Regions from separate parts of the Mus musculus genome. Here region 2 is linked to region 1. The links are chromatin contacts, called in public HiChIP or PLAC-seq maps. All regions are on one chromosome and are shown on one strand. The core of a region is the stretch at or near the end of the contact, and the rest is flanking DNA. Distances in the headings are between cores, read along the strand shown. Region 1 holds the start of Nudt3 (nudix (nucleotide diphosphate linked moiety X)-type motif 3). Region 2 overlaps Ilrun (inflammation and lipid regulator with UBA-like and NBR1-like domains).

What was found. HiChIP or PLAC-seq counts read pairs in DNA pulled down with a chosen protein or histone mark.
Region 2: a FOXA1 HiChIP or PLAC-seq map of pancreatic cancer cells shows a contact between it and region 1. The contact joins the enhancer-like site here to the promoter of Nudt3 in region 1. A contact is called at or near these places in 2 of 39 promoter capture datasets (the HPC-7 cell line and hippocampal neurons), 2 of 484 Hi-C or Micro-C datasets (cortical neurons and ganglionic eminence), 18 of 115 datasets of contacts at active chromatin or transcription factors (the HPC-7 cell line, the SCID.adh cell line, VIP interneurons and 13 more) and 2 of 9 other capture datasets (adipose tissue and pancreatic islet).

What each region holds. Positions count from the first base shown.
Region 1 is chr17:27,621,111-27,624,954 of GRCm38.p6, reverse strand. Nudt3 (nudix (nucleotide diphosphate linked moiety X)-type motif 3) reads left to right here and starts at 1,503. Exons shown (of 5, transcript NM_019837.2): 1 at 1,503-1,868. The coding sequence starts at 1,770.
Region 2 is chr17:27,779,055-27,783,194 of GRCm38.p6, reverse strand. All of the region lies in intron 3 of Ilrun (inflammation and lipid regulator with UBA-like and NBR1-like domains), which reads left to right. Among named protein-coding and RNA genes, the nearest start is that of Ilrun, 39 kb to the left of the region's middle. Within about 2 kb of position 2,789, at least 99 of the 459 cell types and tissues checked have an H3K27ac peak or open chromatin away from gene starts, as enhancers often do. A contact at or near this core is called in the HPC-7 cell line, the SCID.adh cell line, bone marrow-derived macrophages and 1 more, where this site is marked.

The DNA.
Region 1 (3,844 bases), core at 254-2,753:
TAGAGTTTCATACAAACTAGGCAAATTTCAGTTTTAAATTGTATTTAGCTATTACTGATAACGCCCAGTGCTTTCTGCTTCCTGGACACTTGGACATTTTCAGGCGCTCCTATCCCTGAGGCACCTTTTCAGCCAGACTTTTTACATTTTTACTTTATTGGTGTTTTGGCTGTATATATATCTGTGTGAAGGAGCCAACAGACAGTTGTGAGCTACTCTGTATGGTACCATGTGAACTACCATATACTGGGAATTGAATCAGGGTCCTCTGGAAGAACAGCCAGTGTTCTTAATCACTGAGCCATCCCTCCAGCCCCTTCATTTAGTTTTTAAAGAAGTTAGAATATGTGTGGACACATATGTCATAGAGCACATGTAGCGGTGAAGCTTGTGGGAGTTGGTTCTCTCCTTTCGCTATGTGTGCCAGGGATCTAGCTCAGGTGGTCAGGCTCCATGGCCAGTGCCCTTTTAAACTGACACATCTCTTGGGCCCCTCTAGATTATTAATGAAGTATACTACATACAAGATGATTAAAACAGGTAACGGGGACCCGTCAGATATCCCAGAAAGGTCATTTGCAGCCAGGCCTGACCACTTAAATTCAGTCTCCTGGTCCTCTGTGGTGGGAGAAAATGGATTCGTTTAAGTTGCCCTCTGACCTCACAGAAGCAATCATGGCGCACACACCTGTCCCCACAAACGTACGCTGTGCGCTTTGGGATTTATTTATAAATCTTGAATATCTTGACAGAATTTTCTAAACGTTTAGCACACGGTAATGGTGCCCGTTTTGTTGCAGGAACGCTGTAGCCCACTTTCACGTCCTCTAAGAGGGTCATCCCAGTGTTATAGTCACGGCCAGAAACCATATTTCATGATTTACGTACGTGTGCTGTGCACACTCTTACAGTCTCTCCCTTTCTGCTCCTGTTTAAGAGGATGGCGTTCTCTCTTTTCTTTCCTTCCTTTTTTATTTTCTTTTTTGCAGTGCTGAGGTTCGAACCCAGTCCCTCAAGCATGTCGCCAGGCAAGTGGCAGCTTTTGCCTTTTTTGCACAAATGGCTGCAGGACGCACATATGTCCAGACAGCTACCAACTGACCGCAAAGAGCAGCCCCGCCCCGCCCCACTCCTGATCCCCAGCAGCTAAGGTTGACAGTCTGCGGCGAGGGACAGCAGAGCGGCGCTGTCACTCTCCCTGTCATCTGAGCGGCGCGACCTTGGATCGGGCTGGGCCGCTCAGCCGGTGACCTTGGGCGGGCCCCTGCTCTCTGCCCAGCGGCGCCCGGGACCGTGGGGTCGCGGGTGGTGCCCACGCGCCGCGCCTCACCCGGCTTCCGCCATCCCCAGCCCTACGCTGTCTGCGTAGCAGCCGCGCCAGCTTCCGCGGCCTTCAGTGCAGACGCTCTCCCGCGCCGGGCGCGATTCCGGAACGCCGTCCGCGCTGCGCACGCGCGGCCGTCCGGCGAGCCCGCGTGCCTTACGCAGCTGACGCAGCGCGTCCAAAATGGCGGCGCGGTCGTCGTCGGGGGCGGCGGCGGTAGAGGGGGCGGTGGCGGTGGCGACGGCGGCCGTGACGGCGGCGCAGGGCCTGGGCCGGGGGCAATGAGGCTGTCCCGCCGCGGAGCCGTGTAGCGGACACACAGACCCTCCTCCCCGCCCTCTCGATCGAGCCTGGGGCGCGCGCGCGCGCGGCCGCCCGCCTGCAGCAGGCTCCCCTTCCCTGGACTCCGAGGCCCCGCACGGCACCCCCCACCCGGGCCCGGAGGATGATGAAGCTCAAGTCGAACCAGACCCGCACCTACGACGGCGACGGCTACAAGAAGCGGGCCGCGTGCCTGTGCTTCCGCAGCGAGAGCGAGGAGGAGGTGAGGCGCCCTGCCGGGGGTCGGCGGCGCCCGACGGGGTTTCCTGGGGAGAAGGGGGGGTGGGGAGCGGAGTGGAGAGGGCCCGGGGCAGCGGGATGCCATCCCGCGGCGGGCCGTCGGGGGTTGGCCGCCGTTCGCCCGGGGCAGTGGCTAGGCAGCTCGGCGCTCGGCACACGTGCATGGGGCGCAGGCCGGCCTTTGTGGCGGAGCGGAGGGCCGCTCCCTCCCTCCCTCCCTCCCCGCAGGGTTGCTGCTGGCCGAGGGGAGGTGGCTGCGGGCGAGCACTGGCAGCGACAAGCCGGGGCCAGCCGTTCGATTCTAACGTTGAGCTGCTGAGTCCGTATGGTTGGAGCCTGAAAAGAAAGGGCACTGGACACGGTTGTCGTCGAGGTTGTTATTCATATTGACCGGAACACTTCACGACCATCAAAAGCTGTATTTATGAAGATCTCTGTCCCGACGTTTCTCTGCTGTGCCCAATAGGATGAGTCGTAGGGTAAGCTAGGATAATAGAACGTTTTAGAGTCTTGTTCCTTTTTCCTTAAGGAACTTAAAAAAAAATTTTTTTTTCGGCTTCACAAAGCCGTTTCTGTGGTGATGAAGCGAGATTCATGAAAGGCGCGTGGTTTGTAAATCCACAAAGAATAGCTGCTTTGGAAATTCATAAAATGCCTGTGGGGACACATTGCTGTCGTGTGTGTGCATGGTGGTAAGATGGCAGTTCGCTTGAAAACAATGAAGGGCAGTGAAACTGAGTATGTTTTATCCCGGCCCTCGGCGGTGGGCTGGGGTGGCAAGCCTGCAGTACGGTGCATCGTGTTGAAATGGGCGACAGGAACTTGACCCGTTAGTTATGAAAGGCTCTGATGAAAGGGAGGATGGACTACCAGGAATCACTGTCCGGTAGATACTCAGGAGGAGGAAGAGGAGGAGGAGGAGGGGGAATTTAAATGAAATGACGGCCTGAAGAAAATCCGTGAAAGCATTCTTTGTGCTGTTGAGGGATTGCAAAACAGGAGTTTTGGAAATGTATACTTTGTTACTTTCCTTCATTACCAAAGGTCCCCGAAAGACGCGCTTTGTAAGTAAGCAAGGTCAAGTTTTAAATGATGCGCTGGCTTTGGAATACGTGAGGTAAAACTGTCTATGGTGAAGGCTGTTCTAGAAGCTTTGTTTTCTTCATTATCATATGGGAAGTCAGATGGGATCTGGGCTGTTAGCGGGAGGAAAAGGAATTAGCATAATGACATGCCTCACTGCAGTGCTGTGGTTAGGTCTGGCCAAGTTTAAAGTAGAAGGCTGTGTAATTTAGTCATGAACACTGCAAAACCCTTTGTTTTAAGAAGATCATCCTAGAGGTGAAAATGTGAATATTTTGGATAAATACTAGAAACTCAAGATCCTTAACAAAGGAACAACCGATTTTCTAATTTTGGTTAGAAGTTTTACAATGGACTGGCGGCAGTTTGGCCACCTATTGCCTTGTGTAGGTCAGACCAGGGGTAGGACTGACTTGTTTTGTTTTTTTAGGAGCTTAAGATTTTCAGCTGTTAGAAGGAGGATTAAAGCGTCTGCTCCGTGGTGGGGTTGCCTTTACTGAACTTCTCTTTGCATATTGGTTAATGAGCAGGACAGTTGTGCGACTCTTGAATGATAGGTTCAGTGGCTGCTCAGAGTTTGGTAAGAACAAGAATGTTAGCGGACCTGGCTGGCTTTGGACTTGTTCTGTTCAGCGCAACAAGCAGGCTTTAACTGAAGTGCCCACTAAGGCGCAGCATCTGTTAGATGGGATTTACAGATGCACACCCATCTATCCCGAGGGGATTTTGGTAGTCTCTTAGTCCGGAGGGATTTTGGACCACAAAATAATCTCTAAGGTATTGTTTAACTCCCAGATTATATAATTGTGTTGGAAGGGAAGTGATGTGTTAGTTCCAGGGAAACTTCTATGTTCTCAGTAGCTGTGCCAGAGATTG
Region 2 (4,140 bases), core at 1,540-4,039, 160 kb before region 1:
AGCTCAGACTATTATAGCTCTGCATATAACCCAGTATTTTTAAAAAAATACTTAATTTCATGTGTAGGTATGTATGCCTCTGTGTGAGTCCACACCATGTGAATGTAAGAGCATTCTTGGAGGTTAGAAAGAGGCATCACCTTCCCTGGAGCTGGAGTTACAGATGGCTGTGAGTTTAAGTGTGGATGCTGAGAACTAAACCCAAATCCTCTGCAGCAGCGATGTATTCTCTTCCCCACTGCGCCATCTCCCCAGCTCCAGCACTAACTCAGATCCTCCTGCCTCCAACCACCAAGTGCTAGGACTACAGATGTGCTTGCTCCCCATGCCTCTCTCAGTAGCGTTTTTATTTATCTCTTTTTAAATTTTGTTTTGTTTTGAAACAGGATTTTTTCAGTGTAGCCCAGGCTGGTCTGGACCTCTTTGTATTTATAGCTCAGGCTGGCCTTGGCTTATAGTGATCGTTCCTGCTTGTACCTTCCAGGTGCTACGGTGAGAGGTGTGTGTCATCACCCTGGCTGTATTCTGGGTTCTTATTTTATTTTGTTCTTGCACTGCTCACACATACACTGCAGCTTAGTAAAGTTTTAAAACGAATATCATTGTTTTGAGATGAGAATAAATTGATGTAAGTGTAAGTGTATATACAAGTATATATAAGATACACTTGTCTTGTTCCTCTGACAAAGCAGCTCGGGGGAGGAACGGTGTATTTTCCTTAATATTCAGAAGGTGAGGTTGGTCATGACAGGATTAATGTGTGGGCCACCAGCCTAGGCTTCTTTTTATGTGTTAACTCCTCCTTTAGGACATCTGTCTTTTTGAGTCAGTGAGATGGTTCAGTGTTCAAAGAGCCTGCAGCGGTGAGTTGATTTCTATACCCAGAATCCACATTTGTGAAGGAAGGACCAGCTCCTCTAAGGAGTCCTTTGACTGCCACATACATACTGGGGTACTGTGGCATGTGTGCATCACATGCATACATTAAATAAGTATAGTTATTTTAGTTCTTTTTGGAAAAATACCTTTTTGTTTATTTGGTTGATTGGTTGTTTTTTGTGACACAGCCTTCATACATAGCCTTGGCTGTCCTGGAACTCATTCTGTAGTCCAGACTGGCCTTGAACTCACAGAGATCCACCTGCCTTTTCTCTTCTGAATGCTGGAATTAAAGATGTTTACTCTCCTACCCCACCCCCACCTTAGATTTTTATTTTTATTTTTTTATGTACATGAGTGTTTTTACCTGCACTGCACGTGTGCCTGGTGCTCTGAGAGGCCAGGAGAGGGCATCAGATCTCCATAGAGCTGGAGGAACAGATGCTTGTGAGCCGCCGTGTGGGTGCTGGGACCATACCCAGTGCTTTTACCTCTAAGCTGTCTCTTCACCATAAAAATTCCTTTAGTGTTCTCTAGACATCTTCCCATAAGATGTTCAGTGTTCAGGAGCAACCCTTGAAAACATTTTTGTTTTGGTAGAGATGCTGCACTAAACTGGGGGACTTGTCTGAAAAAAGTGTTTTAGAAGGGACACAAAGTTGTAAATGAAATTTAAAATCTTTAAGTCTTTTTTCTGAGACTGGCTGTTTCAGTTTCAGACAAGGAAGCCTGCATCGGGCATGCTTCACCAGGTGGTTATATCTGCCTAGATGTAAGTCAGAGGCAGTGTGTGAAATGGCTGTGCTTCAGAGAGTAGGGGAGGAAAGGGTGTAATTAGATCACAGTTTTAAAAATATTTAAGGTATACTAAGATTAACAATAACAAAAAAGAAAGAAACCACTGCATTTTTTCAGAGAAATCTCTGAAATGCAGGTGGTGTGCTCTGACCTCACCAGTGTGAAAGACAAGTTGTATGAAGCAGTGGTCATCTCTGTGGGCGGTGACTAGCAACGTACTTGTGTGTCTAAGTTTGAATCATCGAAAGCCTGACTGTCCTGGCTGGGCCCCTCACTGCATGATGTCAGCTGGACCTTTGTCTCAGTGCTTGCTTTCTCTAACACCACAGTCCCCATCCACAAGGACTGGGGGAAGGCACAAAGGTCTGAGGGTTTGTTTGTTTGTTTTTTAAACAGGGTTTCTGTGTTTGTTATGTACTCTGAACTTTCCCTGAAACTCACTACGTAGTCCAAGTTGGCTTCACACTCACAGAGATCAACCAATCTGCTGCTGCCTTTCAAGTACTGAGATTAAAAGTGTACCCCACCCCACCCCCAGGATGTAATTTTAAAATAGCATACCCCTGTTCTAGCAGAAGTATCTTGTGCATCACTACAGTCCAAGGTTCTGGATTTAAGGTAGTGGTGGCTTCCTTTTAGCTGAGGAGCTATTGGTTCTGTTCTGTTTGTTGAGGTAGGGTCTCACTGTGTAGCCCTGGCTGTCCTGGAACTCACTGTGTAAACCCAGCTGCCTTGACTCATGGGCAGTTATCCACCCTGCTAAATGAACACATTGATGCACCATACTTCCTCAGCTTATGAAGTGGTACAAGACAGGAAGTAAAAATTCAAATTTAAATGCATGCAAACTGTTGGTAGATTATTTCACAGTGAGAATTCTTAAATACCTTCTGTGCTCTCATCCCAGATCGGGTTCTGTAGGCTGTCACTCCTTAGGCCTGCTCAAAGCAGTGCATGCTTGTGCTCTTGGGTGCCTCTCATCAAGTCAGTGCGTGAGGCTCGGAGCTTAGTGTGAGAGCTTGAGTCTTCCATGCAGCGTATAGTCCTGAGTTGCTGCTTAGGCTGTGACTGTCACCTTAGGTTTAGAGACCTCTGCTAGCCTAGAGGTTAGAAGTGGGATCACTCAGCTAAGGCAGCTTGCAGTCTTCCCTGTAATGGTGGCCAACACCCACCACATAGTGCTTTTGTGGGTTTCCCTGACAGTGCAAAAGACTTCTATTAGAAATCAGTTCATTCTCTGCTCTGTCTTTTTTGGGGGTTGGGATTTGGAGGGTTTTTTGTTTTGTTTTGTTTTTGTTTTTTGTTTTTTTGAGGCAGGGCCTCTTGTAGTTCTGGCTGTCCTGTAACTCCCTGTGTAGACAGCTGGCCTCAAAGGCACAGAGATGAATGTACACCTATCCACCCATCTCTGCTCTGTCCTGAGCTTTCTCATCTAGTCCCCCCCCCCCCTTTTCTTTTCTTTTTCTTTTGTCTTGAAAGAGCTTGTGCTTCCTCCTGTGCAGAGGGAATGAATGGTGAGCCTGCTGCCTGGAGCCTGTGGGTTCTGCCCGCTTCCTTATCTGCCTTCCTGGGGAGTCTTACTTGCCCTTTATTTTGACATGGTGTAGAAGGCTTGAGTCAGGCGTTGGTATAATGGCATTAAACCAGTTTTTCCTTTTGTAGTTTCTCTCTTTTTTTTTTTTTTTTTTTTTTTTTTGGTTTTTCGAGACAGGGTTTCTCTGTGTATCCCTGGCTGTCCTGGAACTCACTTTGTAGACAAGGCTGGCCTTGAACTCAGAAATCCACCTGCCTCTGCCTCCCGAGTGCTGGGATTAAAGGCGTGCGCCACCACGCCCGGCTAGTTTCTCTTTTTTATATTTCAAAATTAGAAGTGTTTAGTAAAGAGACCTTATATGTGACCTAAGACTTACTTGAAGAGTTTTAAAATGTTTAGTAAGGGCTGGTGAGATGCCCTGTAAATAAGGTCTTTATTACCAAGCCTGACAGCCTGGGTCCCAGCTCTGGGCTTCCTCAATGGGAAGAGAACCCAGCCCTACAGGTGGTCTGTCCTCTGACCTTCGAAAGCAGGCGGTGGATGAACACACCCACATAGAAACAGTAAGTGAAGTTAAAATGAGTTTAAAACATGCATAAATGATGCGATATGGTTCTTTTGGCATAGTGCCATGTCACTGTGCGGCTGGTCAATGGCGCGCACTGTAGGGCAGACCCACTCCTAGTACACTGTACCAGTTTCTATGGTGGAGGGCAGCACTGGGAGTTTATTTTCCACTTGGTGCAAGGCACAGCTGTGGGGTCAGGACAGCTCAGTGTGGTGATGTGGTAAGGAAGGAAGAACTCCTAGCTTCTGCTGGTATCTTGCTTGCTGCAGCCTGCTTAGGTTACAGGGTGGGGCAGGCTCCCATCTTCCTCCATAGGAGCCGGGACTGTGGCTGTGCCAGGTCAGGATGGGACCCTGGGATT